Linked DNA regions of Oryza sativa: region 2 is linked to region 1. Evidence: chromatin contacts called from public HiCAR-type data. All regions are on one chromosome and are shown on one strand. The core of a region is the stretch at or near the end of the contact, and the rest is flanking DNA. Distances in the headings are between cores, read along the strand shown. Region 1 holds the start of LOC4342403 (187-kDa microtubule-associated protein AIR9). Region 2 holds the start of LOC4342408 (small ribosomal subunit protein eS12).

What was found. HiCAR-type assays count read pairs that join an accessible place to other places.
Region 2: a HiCAR-type map of leaf shows a contact between it and region 1, with 2.3 times the contacts expected there. The contact joins the promoter of LOC4342408 here to the promoter of LOC4342403 in region 1. A contact is called at or near these places in 2 of 15 Hi-C or Micro-C datasets (leaf and seedling) and 1 of 4 datasets of contacts at active chromatin or transcription factors (leaf).

What each region holds. Positions count from the first base shown.
Region 1 is chr7:2,539,157-2,545,504 of ASM3414082v1, reverse strand. It overlaps LOC4342403 (187-kDa microtubule-associated protein AIR9), which reads right to left and starts at 3,113. Exons shown (of 38, transcript XM_015791888.3): 1 at 2,990-3,113; 2 at 1,472-2,257; 3 at 1,308-1,373; 4 at 1,050-1,115; 5 at 853-924; 6 at 707-772; 7 at 551-613; 8 at 398-463; 9 at 1-5. The coding sequence starts at 2,161.
Region 2 is chr7:2,623,365-2,630,089 of ASM3414082v1, reverse strand. LOC4342408 (small ribosomal subunit protein eS12) reads right to left here and starts at 4,461. Exons shown (of 5, transcript XM_015789168.3): 1 at 4,409-4,461; 2 at 4,268-4,315; 3 at 3,153-3,438; 4 at 2,443-2,508; 5 at 2,075-2,352. The coding sequence starts at 4,272. The coding sequence ends at 2,293.

The DNA.
Region 1 (6,348 bases), core at 1,864-4,363:
AAATGCTGCAGACATTTTAGTTTTGCCATCAGTGAGCAAATTGCGTTAACACTTCATGTGTCAATAGCCTTCATTAATTTAACATATCTCTTCAAATTCAAATATATCTATATGCCACAGTGGACTGGTAATAACTGATCATGGATGGTATGAATTGCCTGTTTCATGCATATAAGGTCTATTCTGTAACATCAGACATTGAGCAACGCAATTGATTATTACCAGCTTCAAACTTCCAATTACCAAAATACTTATTATTTGTACTGCACATCATCTATTGTTTGTTCATTATCTAGAAAAATAATCTATTGTTTGTTAAGCACCATCCATGAGATTCAAATGCTTTTAGAAATAGCATCGTTCAACAACATAAGAAACATAATGAGTAAAAGCAGACCTCCAGAGAAGGCAAATGCGGAAATCCCTTCAAAACTGATATTTTGTTTCTGCTGGCTGCTAGTACCTACACACACAAAAAAAAATGCAAAGCAAGTTAAGGGCTAACTGATATTTTGATTATGCTCAAGGCAGATACAACCAGCATACTCACTTGAAGTCGAGGCTGACTAGCCATACAGAGTGATTTCAACCTATTTTGAGCAACAGAGAGAAACTGGTGCAGCAAGAGAGATAAGAAAAATAGATTTAGCATTGTTGACATAAGTAAAGATCAACTGCTAAGACTAGTTTGGTAACATTAGCATACCTCCAAGTTAGGAAGCTCGGGAAGGGTAGCAAGGGATGTTATTTGATTTCCAGCGAGATAAAGTTGCTACACAGGTCAGAATACAAAAGATAGTTCATAAAAAAAACCTCCATGAGCATAGTCAATACTATGAGGAAAGCACAAACCTGGAGAAGTTTGCAATTCTCAAGGGGCTCAAACCCAGGGAGCTTAAATTCATTAAAACTCAAGTCAAGAACCTGCAAATATGAAGGAGGACAAAAGGCAGAAAAAACAAAATAAACACATAATCAACAGAGCTAGGCCACAAGAACAGGAAGTGCCAAAATGGAATACATCCCAATAAAAAGGAGAGAGGTGATACCTTAACCCCTTTGAGAATCTCAATACCCTCCAAACTTGATAGACGATTGTCCCTGAGATAAACAAACTACAGACAGAAACTATGGTAAGCACTTCAGCAGACATGTCATTCCCAATATTTCTTAATCATGGGCTATGCTGGATGTATATATCTTTCCCAAAATCTTAGGTGTTGCAACTTGCAAAAAAATTAACAGTGTCATGTGGCTTGAGTTATTGCAGAACTGCATAGATAAAAGGAGAACCTGACTGCACTTACTTCAAGTACAGGTGTTAATCTCAACTGCTTCAGAGTTCGTACCCTATGACCTCTTGAATCAAGTCTCTGCAGAAGCATGAAACTATATTGAATGGAAGAAAAACCACCACATGATGAAAGCATCAAGATCATCCACATAAATGAAGAACTTTTTCAACACTAACCACTTCATCACTAGCCTTCAAATCCACCTGGGGCAGCATCATAAACCGTGAATCACGGCTATCAGCAGTCGAGCTCTTCTTCCGAATAGGCATGGAAGAACCCTTGTCCATCGACGATGTCCGAGAACCCACTTTTTTCGTGACGCTGCTTGTCACTGAAGGTGACCGTGGTGAGTTGAGAGTAGCATTTGAGGCTGCTCTCCTGAAGCTGCTGCTAGCGCTACTGCTGGAGTTCTCTGTCAGTGATGGGACTTTCTTCAGAGTAGAAATTGGTGATGACTTAACAGCAGGCTTCTTCATCGCATCCACCTTGGCCCTCTCAGACTGCACAGATGACTTCTTTTCCAGTGATGATTTTGAGCTGACCATGGAGGCTGTCACTGGTTTACTCTTCTTCACCCCATCTGACAGAGAAGGACTAGCTTTCTTAGCAACAACTGAGCTCCCATTATCCTGTTGCTTCCCCGCACTTCCTGTGCTGCTTCTTCTCTGAACTGGAGCAGCATTCATAGACGAGGTAGACTTCGTCAACGATGACCTTGACATCCCCAACTCGGCTGAGGGAGCAACATCAGTCCGCTTCTTGATTGAAGAAGCTGTCCCCAATGCAAACCTGCCGGTGGGCACAGACAGCCGGGTCTTTGACGGTTTAGCCTCCGCCGGCTTTGAGGTCTCCGGTGGTGCTTCCATTCCTGACAACCACAATCAAAACCTCAAGCCGTACACCGCCAGTCTTTGCTTTCTAGTCAAACCAGGAACCTCTTGACGATTGCACACATGCCTGACCTGGATAGCCAGGTAAACAAACCAAATTATCAATGTAGCACTTACAAATATTTGGGAAATCACCAAAAGTTCGATGCAAAGGAAAAATTCTCAGAATTTGCAGCCTCATACGAAAACTGAGCAACCAACAACGCTTGTACAGAATTTTTGAATTGCTCGCAGAATTCGTCAACGCCTAGATAGGGAAGTACAACGCGAGGCGGTACCAAATCAGACGGAATTGCGGAAGCACGAAGCCGGTGGATATGGCCCGTACAAAAAAGCGAAGCATTAAAACTTGACAAAATAAGCACAAAAAATTTATTTCATCATAATTTTTTTTGTCAAATGTAGAAACAGAGCAGGAACCCATCGTTTTGGGTCGGAATTCAAAACCAAAATTCCAGCAAAGTCGTCGGTCAAACCCACAGGCAAACTCACCACGGATCAGAATTCATCACAGAGGATCAAAACCACACCCGAAAAATCCCCCAAAAATGCTCGTAAAACCCTAGCACCATCCAGCACATAAACCCCACCGCATTCCGCGAGAACCCACCGCCACCGCCACACTACGAGCACCGGAGAAATCCCACCCACACGCGCACAAATACACACACATACACCCTCTCCAAACTCGAATCGATCCGAAATGGAGTTCAAAACAAAATCCAGAACAAAAATGCCCAAAAAAAATGAAATCAACACATCGCGCAGCCACGGGGGGGCCGGCTCGCCTCCCATCTCCCTCACCTCCCCCCGCCGCGGCAGCCGGATCCGAGCCCCTCCGCCGCCTCCACCAATGCGGGCTACGAGCGCGCGCGAGGAGTGGAAGCCAACCAGACACTGGAGCAGAAGCAGCAGCAGCAGAAGAGGCAGAGAAGAAAGGGGGGAGAAACCGAAACGCGCACAAGTATCCGAGAGGCGGGGGGGCACTTGGTAAATTACCGGAATTCCTAGGGGCTTAGGTGTAAATTCGCCAAAGTTTCGCTCCCGCCCGCGCTTTTGCAGTTTCGGTTTTGGTCCAAACTCCAAGAAAACGAAATATCAGGGGTTTTTTTCGTTTAAGCCCTTGGTTTTTGTGGAAATGTGACGGGAAGGGCCGGGGGTCGGTGCGCAGAGGCAGCGCACACGTCGCCGGCGTGGAATCGCCGTGGGGCCCACCCACCCGGGGAGTTCGCTTCTACCGTTGTTTGTTTGTTTGTTTGGCTTGGTTTCGTGAGGGTAATCTCGAGATTAAGTGCCGTAATTAACGCTGATCGCACTAAACACAAAAGCTACGCTCGTACTACACACTAACGCACACGAGTGCAGCCTTCAATACACGCTTAAAAGAGATAAATGCCAAAATATCATACAAATTCGATGATAAAGAGGTGCATCGCGAGCACTGAGTTTATCGTGTTATAACTTTTACTACACATCTACTTTGAGCTACTTTAAAGGCAAACATAAGAGAGAAAATATACGAAGACAGTTGTGTTCTTTTAAAGTGTTTGGCAACCAGCAAGTGAAATAGAACGGTGAATTAGCGTATAAATTAATTAGGTATTAAAAAATTTAAAAATAAATTAATATGATTTTTAAAGTAACTTTATTTGCATAAAGTTTCTAGAAAAAAAAACACTCTTTAGTGGTATGAGAAGCGTGCACATGGAAAAAGAGAAAGAAAATGTTGGAAAAATGTAATACTGGCCGCAGCCTTGAACTAACTTTGAAGTTAATTAAGTCCTAAGTTAAAAACTAGTAAAACCTTGGCTCTAAATTCTAATGTGCAAGTCCACTGCTATGTACGTATGGACAAAACTTTAGGTTTGCAAACGGAATGCAACAAGCAGTGCAAACAAAATCGACCATTCCAGCTGATTGAACCCTCCTCGATTGCATCGAAGATTTTTGTTTCGAGACAGGAGGATGCATAACACATGGACAGATAGATATAGATAAATCTAGCAATTATTAGGGATGCAAGCAGGTAAACCTGCGAGTTCAAATAAATGATAATTCATAAGTTTTTGTGTTGTGGTCCAGTTTACCGCATATAGATATGCAAGTGGGTCAATCCATAAACCTATTTATAGGTCAAATTAATACTTTCTCCATTCCAAATTGACCTACATATAGTTTTTTTTTGAGGTTATTCCTAAATGGTCTACATATTTGTGTTCATCCATTAGGTCTATTCATTATTTGTGTATTAGAGTAAATGGACATTGACGCATGCATCTATGCACACAAGCATTTATAGCCCATATGTAATATCTTGATTTGCTATTGGCTATGAAATAGTGGGGATGGTGCATGCATTGAGTTTGTTGCTAGAGTAAATATAGTATAAGAGAGTTATTAGCTTTTCTTGGTATTGGTGTACCTTTGAAATATGTAGATCAATTTGAAATGAATGGAGTAGTTAACTAGCGGGTTACGTACTAATTTTACCTATAAGCAGGTTCACGGACAAGCCCGCTTGCACCCCTAGAAGTTACGTGAGAGTAATCAAATCACAAAAATTGGTTAATTACAGGTAGAAGTGGTAGGTGAGACAGACGAGCTAGCGTTGGAGCGATGGATAAGCTCGCCATCGCCAGCGACGTGCCGGCGACCGCTCCATCGAAAGCCAATCAAGGCACTAGTACTAACGAAACCTACCTCCCCTTCCTCTCGCTGACATGTGGGCCCGGTCCCACCTGTCATCCTGATGCGATCATCCTGGGCCCACCAGTAGCTAGGAGGCAAAGCCCGTGGGAAACGGGGCCGACACGGCGATGAACAGGGAGAAGATTAATTGTTGGGATGGCCTTGGATTAGGATAATTAAAAGGTTTGTGTGCTAAATAATGATGGGTTTTAATTTGTCCTTGATGGATCATGCACGGCCTTGAATGGATCGATCGATTGATGTGGGTAATTTTAATTAAGTGCAATAAATGACAATGATGATTAACTCGATCACCGTCGTCCTAGCTAAGCTTGTGTACTGGATATATAGCTCAGTGCCACCGTCTGATCACGGCATAATCGTGCGTGTGCAAACCATTAATAAATATAGTTGCACGGTTTTATGAACCATGCTACATCCGTTGCAAAATGCGTGCAGCCGTAGAAATCCGTGTCCAACGTTTCACCGTCTGTCTTATTTAAAAATTTATGAGAAAATTAGAATAAATTAGTCAAATATAAAGTACTATTCATGTTTTATCATCTAATAACAATAAAAATATTAATCGTAAAAAAATTATAAATAAGACGAACGGTCAAAAGTGAGATATGAACAGTGTAAAACTGCACTTATTTTGAGACGGAGGGAGTAGATTGGTTAAGCACGCTAAATTATTATGCAGTACGTGCATTCTTCAGATATCATCAGATGTGCCTATAGATTTATTTATGTTGATTAGGGCTTTATTAGGAGCTTGTTTAATTTTATTGACACAAATTTAATCATCAAGACAATTATTCTCCAAATTCCAGACTAGCTACACTAATCCAATTAAGCTATAATGCCTATATGTAACTTAATTACCCCCCAAACAAATATACACTGCTACATTTCTCTTGTCCTTATGGTATTTATTTAAGTACTATTCATACTATGCTCAAAGAGGAACCTAAAATTATACTCCCTCGGTTTTAAAACGTTTGACGCCGTTGACTTTTTATCACATGTTTGACCGTTTATCTTATTAAAAAAATTAAGTAATTATTAATTCTTTTCCTATCATTTAATTCATTGTTAAATATATTTTTATGTAGGCATATAATTTTACATATCTCATAAAAGTTTTTGAATAAAATGAACGGACAAACATATACTAAAAAGTAAACGGTGTCAAACATTTCGAAACGGAGGGAGTACAACTCAGTATTTACTCTTCATGCATGAATCCAGTGTAGTACCACTGTACCATGTCAGATAGTACTAGACAAAGTATCATGCTGCTGTACATATTGCATTATTAATTTGTCCCTTGCTACTGGTGCACAATAACTGTATAAGCATTTGCAGGTGACTAGCTTTAGCTATAGCTGCATGATATCGATGCCTCTACTCTTCTCCAATATGAGTAGGAGTACGTGACAAGACCAGCATCCTTGTCACGATGTAGAGGCTTC
Region 2 (6,725 bases), core at 3,212-5,711, 83 kb before region 1:
GAGAATAATTATGTTGAAAGTAGATAAAGTAGAAAATAGTTGCATTGAAATTTGATAACCTTGGGATATTTTAATCTTTTTGGTTTATTGGCATGTGTCGAATCAATGAAAAATGAATTTATTTTGGAAGAAAGGTAGTAAATATTTGCTGCCTCTAGCCACGAAGTTTCCTTTTCACTTTTTAAATGTAGAAAATTAGAAAGATTTTTTCCCTATAAATTATGCGAATCGCTCATCACTCACCACTTCACCAGAGAAGCCTTCGGCCTTCTACACCTTCTCTAGCTCAGGTGATCACCAAATCATTTTCATGAAGAAATCAATATTTCAAATATTAATTGTGGACACTTTATTACATGAGCATTAATTAAGTAAATATGTGCCAATATATTGTATTGTTTGGAAATTAAATATGTGCCAATAGTTGCAGTTTTATAAAGCATTAGGGCCACATAATTGGTGTTATATACACCCTACATGTTTTAATAGATGGTGATATTGATTTTTCGACATCATGTTTGTTCACTAGTTTTATTAAAATGTCTAAATATCATTTGTTTTTATTGTGATTTTTTATTATCAAAGGTAGTTTAAGTATAACAAATTTATTTTCTATTTACACTAAATAAGACAAATGGTTAGACGCAACGTCTAAAACTCAACGACATCATCAATTAAAAAATGGAAGAAGCAAACGCCAATGCCATAATAACCAAGGTTTTCTACAACTTTTATTAATTTAACCATAAAACCTTTTGTTATTTTGTTAAATTTTCTCTATTAAATACTACATCAAATAAACCAATAATTCTTCCAAATAAGATATTACTAGAAAAACACCCATGCATTGCAACGGGTGAATGCTATTTTAATCGATAATTGTTAGATTTTTTCTCTCTAGAAAGTATATGGGATTTATCACCAAGTACTAGCAAGCACACCATATATAGTTATTTTGATCATGTTACCATGTATGCATGCATGTGTATATGACCATCAAACAGCACAATCATGCATCACTTAGAAGCTTGGCGTATTTATTTTTTAATAGAATAGTACTTAGAAGCTTTGCGTATTTATTTGATAGAAGAAAAGATTACTGTTATTTATTTATAGGCACAAACTTTAGGATAAGATCGACACCGAGAGTACCAAATAAACCTTACATATTTTTTTCTTATCGAAAATTTGACTTATCCCATTATTATTCATGTATCTAAATTACACATCTAGTCAAATTATAATTTGACTGCACACATCTATTTGAGAAAGAACATACGGGAGTAAGTTTCATGTCTTTGCCTCACTTTTTTTTTTTTTGTCTAGGGAGGAGGGAATACGCGATGAGAAAAATACTGTCCACTACAGTTTTGGGTGTATATTTTGCCATGGCCGCCCTATGTCTCATTCTGTTTGATCTTGAGGATTGGTTTCGTGATTATTTTTCTTATGTTCCTTATATTGCTGGAAGAATAAGGAAAAAAAATGCACGTAGCATAATACTGAAAGCCAATGCTCGCGGTTCTAATGAAAGCGAGAGAGAAACAAAGCAAAAATTGACCCAAAAATCCTCGAGTTTTGCAATGTGTACCTACAAAGGAAGAAATAATTGTTCATGGATTCTACTAATTACATTACTTCATTGACAAAATGGCTTGGAATGCTCCAAGTTCCTGTGGTTTTAAGCAAATTACAGTAACCACTATGCAAATTTCAGTGACATAGCAACCAAGGACATAATATTCAAGTTCATGTTTAGGTTCATAAGGTTCGAATAACAGGATTAAAGATCGTGCTTAGGATGCCAATTTAGCTTAACAAATGTGACTGCCACGCGACATTAAGCTGTCAATACCAAGGGCATTAAAATCTGCATGTAGCCTTCTCCAATGGCACCTTTTACTGTCTGGTTCAATAGAATGCATGCACTACAAATATCATAAACAATTAAACAAATACTAAGCAAAAGCACAACTAAAATTCAAAACCAAACCACAAAGCATAGCAACAGATTGAATTCCTGAAAGATTGGACAAGACACGAGCAAATGCAGTCATACACAAACCACAACAAATGGGCAAACAGATCCTCAGCTTCGGATGATGATTTGTATTAAAAGCAGACGATTTTCAGCACGGTAAACATAAATTCAGAGGTTCAAATTTTGCTCATATCTCCCTGGCTCGCACTTGAAAAGAATTCTTATCTCCTAGCAAGCCCTAGAACCAAGCATAAATTAAAACAAAAGGTACAGAATGTCGAGCACACGTTCTGGATATAAGAATGCTATATCTAGTGCGATTTGACATAGTCCTGCACTATGTTAAGGCCCTCAGACTCTTCACCATAGTCCTGGGAAATGAAAATGAACAGCCAAACATTACAAATTGCCATCTTCAAAGGAATAATTCCAAGTGTTAAGGTGAGGGATCGATTAGTTACCTTGACAACGACGCAGGAGCAGCCCACAACCTTCCTTGCCTTGCCCTCAGAGTCAATCTTGCAAAGCTGCAAATGACAATATGTATTGTTAAAACCAGGACAAGAAGGCTTTTCATATAACTGTAAATTAAAAGAAATACACAGAACAAAGGAAGGTGGACAATGATAAATCATAAATATACGTGCCAACAGAAATGTTCAAAGTTTCCCCACAAATAAAACAAATATACTACCTCCATCCCTAAATATATGACGGTGGTTAGTTGAAAAATGAACTAACCAACGTCATATAGAAAAGAACAGAGTATAAGAATATCAATATTAACATATAGTAGGCACATTCTCCTTTAAACACTGGTGAAAGAATGTCTACTCATCAATTGAACCTACATCCTATATGGCCCTCAGTGACAGAGACAAGAGGGATGGCCAGTGGCCTGGCCCCCTCCAACAATTTTTTTTCACATAATCATTTAAGTAGTTAGGTAATTAAGCTAAGTGACAGTGTATTCGGCCCCCTCCAAGAGTCTTAGGCCCCTCCCATGTTTAAATCCTGACTCCGCCACTGATGGGTGATGGCCATATAGGCACCAGTTAACACAAACAAAGGACAACAATTAACAAGGTATAGCTATTAGGACATAGGCAGCAGACTAACACATATCAAGAAAAACAATTGACAAAGTACTTAGAAGAATCCTGTAACTCACCCCTGCCCACTCGCCAAGAGTCTTAGCACTAGGCACGGTAACAAGGTGAACGTTGTGCTCAGCACACAGAGCCTTAACCAACTTGACATAATCAGGTTGGTCGCAGTCCTCAGCAAGCACACAAAGCTGAGCAGCATGCTTCTCGATGGCCTTGGCAGCCTCACGGAGACCCTTCACAAGCCCATCATGAGCACTTGACTTCTTCATCACAAGCTGCAGAGCAGTCATCAGATCCATGGGCTCCCCAAGAACCGGGGCAGCTGGAGTCTCAACTGGGGTCTCCTCCCTGTAAAAGTGTTTAGATCTCAGCGAAAATGAATAGGCTCGCTACAATACATCAATGTTTCAAAGACCGAGATGCACATAAGATCTATTAACAATTACTAGTAATACACTTTACAAGGTATTTTTAGTTCTCTTCTAATTTGACTGCTCTTTCAATAATGGAGGTCCAAATACTTTGGCATGTACGTGGTGTTACATTTATACAAGAATTGAGCACCCATAATATAAAAAATGCATTGTTTCTCACTACTGGTGACACTGTACAAATTCAGTACTTCTTGGATGCAAACAAGACAATTAAGTTGGATAATTCAATTCCATATAAACATAGTTTGATAAGCAATTGAGCTTTTTTTTTCAATCTGGCTGTGAATTTACCGTCTACACTCCTTGGTGCTAGTACAGAACAGGCACATATCATCTGATATGAATCATGATTGTATTTGCTAAACTAGACGGCTCACATACAACGAATCCACCAACTATACTACCAGCTGCCAAATTCTAAATCACCAAGACCCCATACCAGTACAGCAGAAATCCGAGCAATCGCACTCATGACTCCCACATCCTTTCACTCAATGATCCCATCGAAATGGAAACCAAATGACAATTTCCCCAATCAAGGACAACTCAAACATGATAAGACCAAACGATTCTTGAGCGAGCAGTAGCGCAGCCAAGGCTCAGCAACAATTACACAGTAATAACAGTGTTCTACCAACAGCAGCAACAGCAAGAACAGGCTAGATCCAAAATGCTACGAGGATAGAGAGAGAAAAAACATGGAACTAGCAGAGGCCAAGAAGAAGTTGGTTGCAAGAACTTACGCCATCTCCGCGCTCAAAAGACCGGAACACCGACTGCGACGAAACGATCTGCAACAAGGAAAACAAGCGTTCTCAGCACGATTAGCGACCGCCGGCGCACTGACGCGGAGGAACAAGAAGAGCAACGGCGGCGCCGCCTACCTTGTGGCGAAGAGCGGCGGCGGCGGCGGGGTTAGGGTTTTCGCGAGGAGGGTGAGGAGTGAGCCGCGTGGGAGAAGGTGTTCTTATATATCGCGTTCACTATCGGGCCCTGATGGGCCGAGGAGCTCCCCAATTGGGCCTCATAATGTCCAGAGTTAGCCTTTTGAGCCCACATGAGGCCCATCACGTGTTGCAGGGATGCACATGGGCCGGCCCATCTCATGGCCCACCTAAGATGAGTCATGGGCTCTTCTGGCTTTCACTCTGTTGTGCTAATTGTGGTGCTTTGTGGATGAGCTCTGGCAGACTACGGATCTGTTTGGGGAGCTTCTAGCAGCTGCAGCTTCTTCTAAAATCTTCAGTTGCCAGAAGCTCCCCCAAACAGTCCAACTTTTTATCCAGATTTTGAGAATCTGTAGTTGTAGAATCTAGAAAATGAACTATAAGCCAAAGCTGGATTTCCCAGCTTCTCCAGATTCTCACTAGCTAGCTTTTCAGCAGCTGCTTCTCAGAATCTTAAGCTCCCCAAACAGGCCCTACATATGTCACCTTCAGAATCAGAACACTGGTCTAATGATGTGTCATTAGTGCTAAGAAATCAGAACAAATCCATGTAGGAGAATAATATAATCCATTGATTGTTTCTTCCTTGAAAAGGAAAGATGGGGCGCCAAACACATGTGCGTACATACATGCATGATGCATGTGTGACAGTTTTAATTAGTGTTTGCAAAGATATTTCTGCCACAAGTGGCACTCTATGAATCATTATGGCCATAGTTCATCCCCACTCTAAGTAGCCGGTGAGAGATTTTTTTTTAGACATATAGTTAGTAATTATTTGATTAAGATCATTTGTCTCTGAGCTTTAAGTCTCCCTCTCTGGTTGGCTATGTCAATGTGTGGGCTACACGATGATATTTGACAATACCACTTGAAAACGACATGATCACATACTATTGCTGGGAGAAGAAAGGCTTACTTAATTAACTAGTGGACGCACAGCATAAATTCTTGTATACGCACACTTCAAAAAAGAATCAAATTAAGTTAAGATGAGAAAATGAAATACTCAATTTTCACATGAATTAATTCAGATCCTGCAAAATTCCTTAAAAAAACTTTGGTTTCGAAGGAGGCCTATACTATTGGATGGAGTAAGTTTTTTTTTTATATAATGCTCGATGAAGAACGAATATTGCGCACTATAGATTAATGGTTGTGAATTGTGATTAAGCATGTCAATAATCCAATACTTTTTATTTTCTAGATGACATGGTCCAATACATATTGAGAAATAATAATTTCTAGATGACGTGGTCCAATACACATCGAGAAATAATAATTATGTAAGTGGGTCTGAATTACATAGTAACATGGAATTAGTTTGCTTTATTTATCCAGCAAAACATGAGCTTGGGATCATGGGATGTGAAAGGTTGTAAACTGCAAAGCCCTCTAGTCCCTACTTTAATAAATTAATCAAAATAATTAGTGGCTTACTTTATTCTCCCAATTCTCCTCTGCCTCCAAGTTGCATGAAACTGAAAGGCAGATAATTATAGTGCTTTGCTTTAATCCCAAGGAAAGGAGAAAATCTCCTGCCAAATTAAGCTGGTATTCTTTTTATTCAGAAAAAAGGAGTATAAAGTTGGTATATATATATATATTGTTCGCTTTAGAAGAATCCTAAAATTTGTCGGTTGGTATACCTTTGAAGTTTGAACTAGCTTTGAGCTTTTGCCAGAAATAATAGGTAAAAACGTTGTATTGCTGCAAATTAGGAGGTAAAAATAATCTATAATTAACCTTGGCAAATTTGACAATATCTATGTCGGTGACATGGGGCCGGGGGTATCGTGACTAGAGGCTTGGGTAGCCGCGGTCACCCACGTGGCCTGAGGGCCCGAGGGTGACGTGGCCACCCCTCCCTCTGTCCCCCCGAGGGGTCGGGCCGCTCCCGTTTCGGCCCCGAGGGCTGGGGCGCCCCGACCCCCTGTGGTTTTGGCGCCACGTGTGTGGGTTAGATGAGCACAGCGGGGCTCACCTAACCGCATTTATAACAGGTTGGACGAGCGCGCCACACCGCATTTAATGCGGCGCAGCGCACACTTATCCTGTCTGTGACCGGTCGCGGTGTATGACCGGTCACAGACCGGTCAGATCGCGGGTTAGGTGGCAACAGGCGGCCTGTCACACGCCTCGCCCCGTCCCGTCGGAATGATGAGAGCTTCCTGGCTCTCGTCCCTAGCCGGAGCCGGCGTGCTAACTCTTGGAGTTGGTATGTCAGTCCCGGTCAGATCCATTCCAGGCTTCA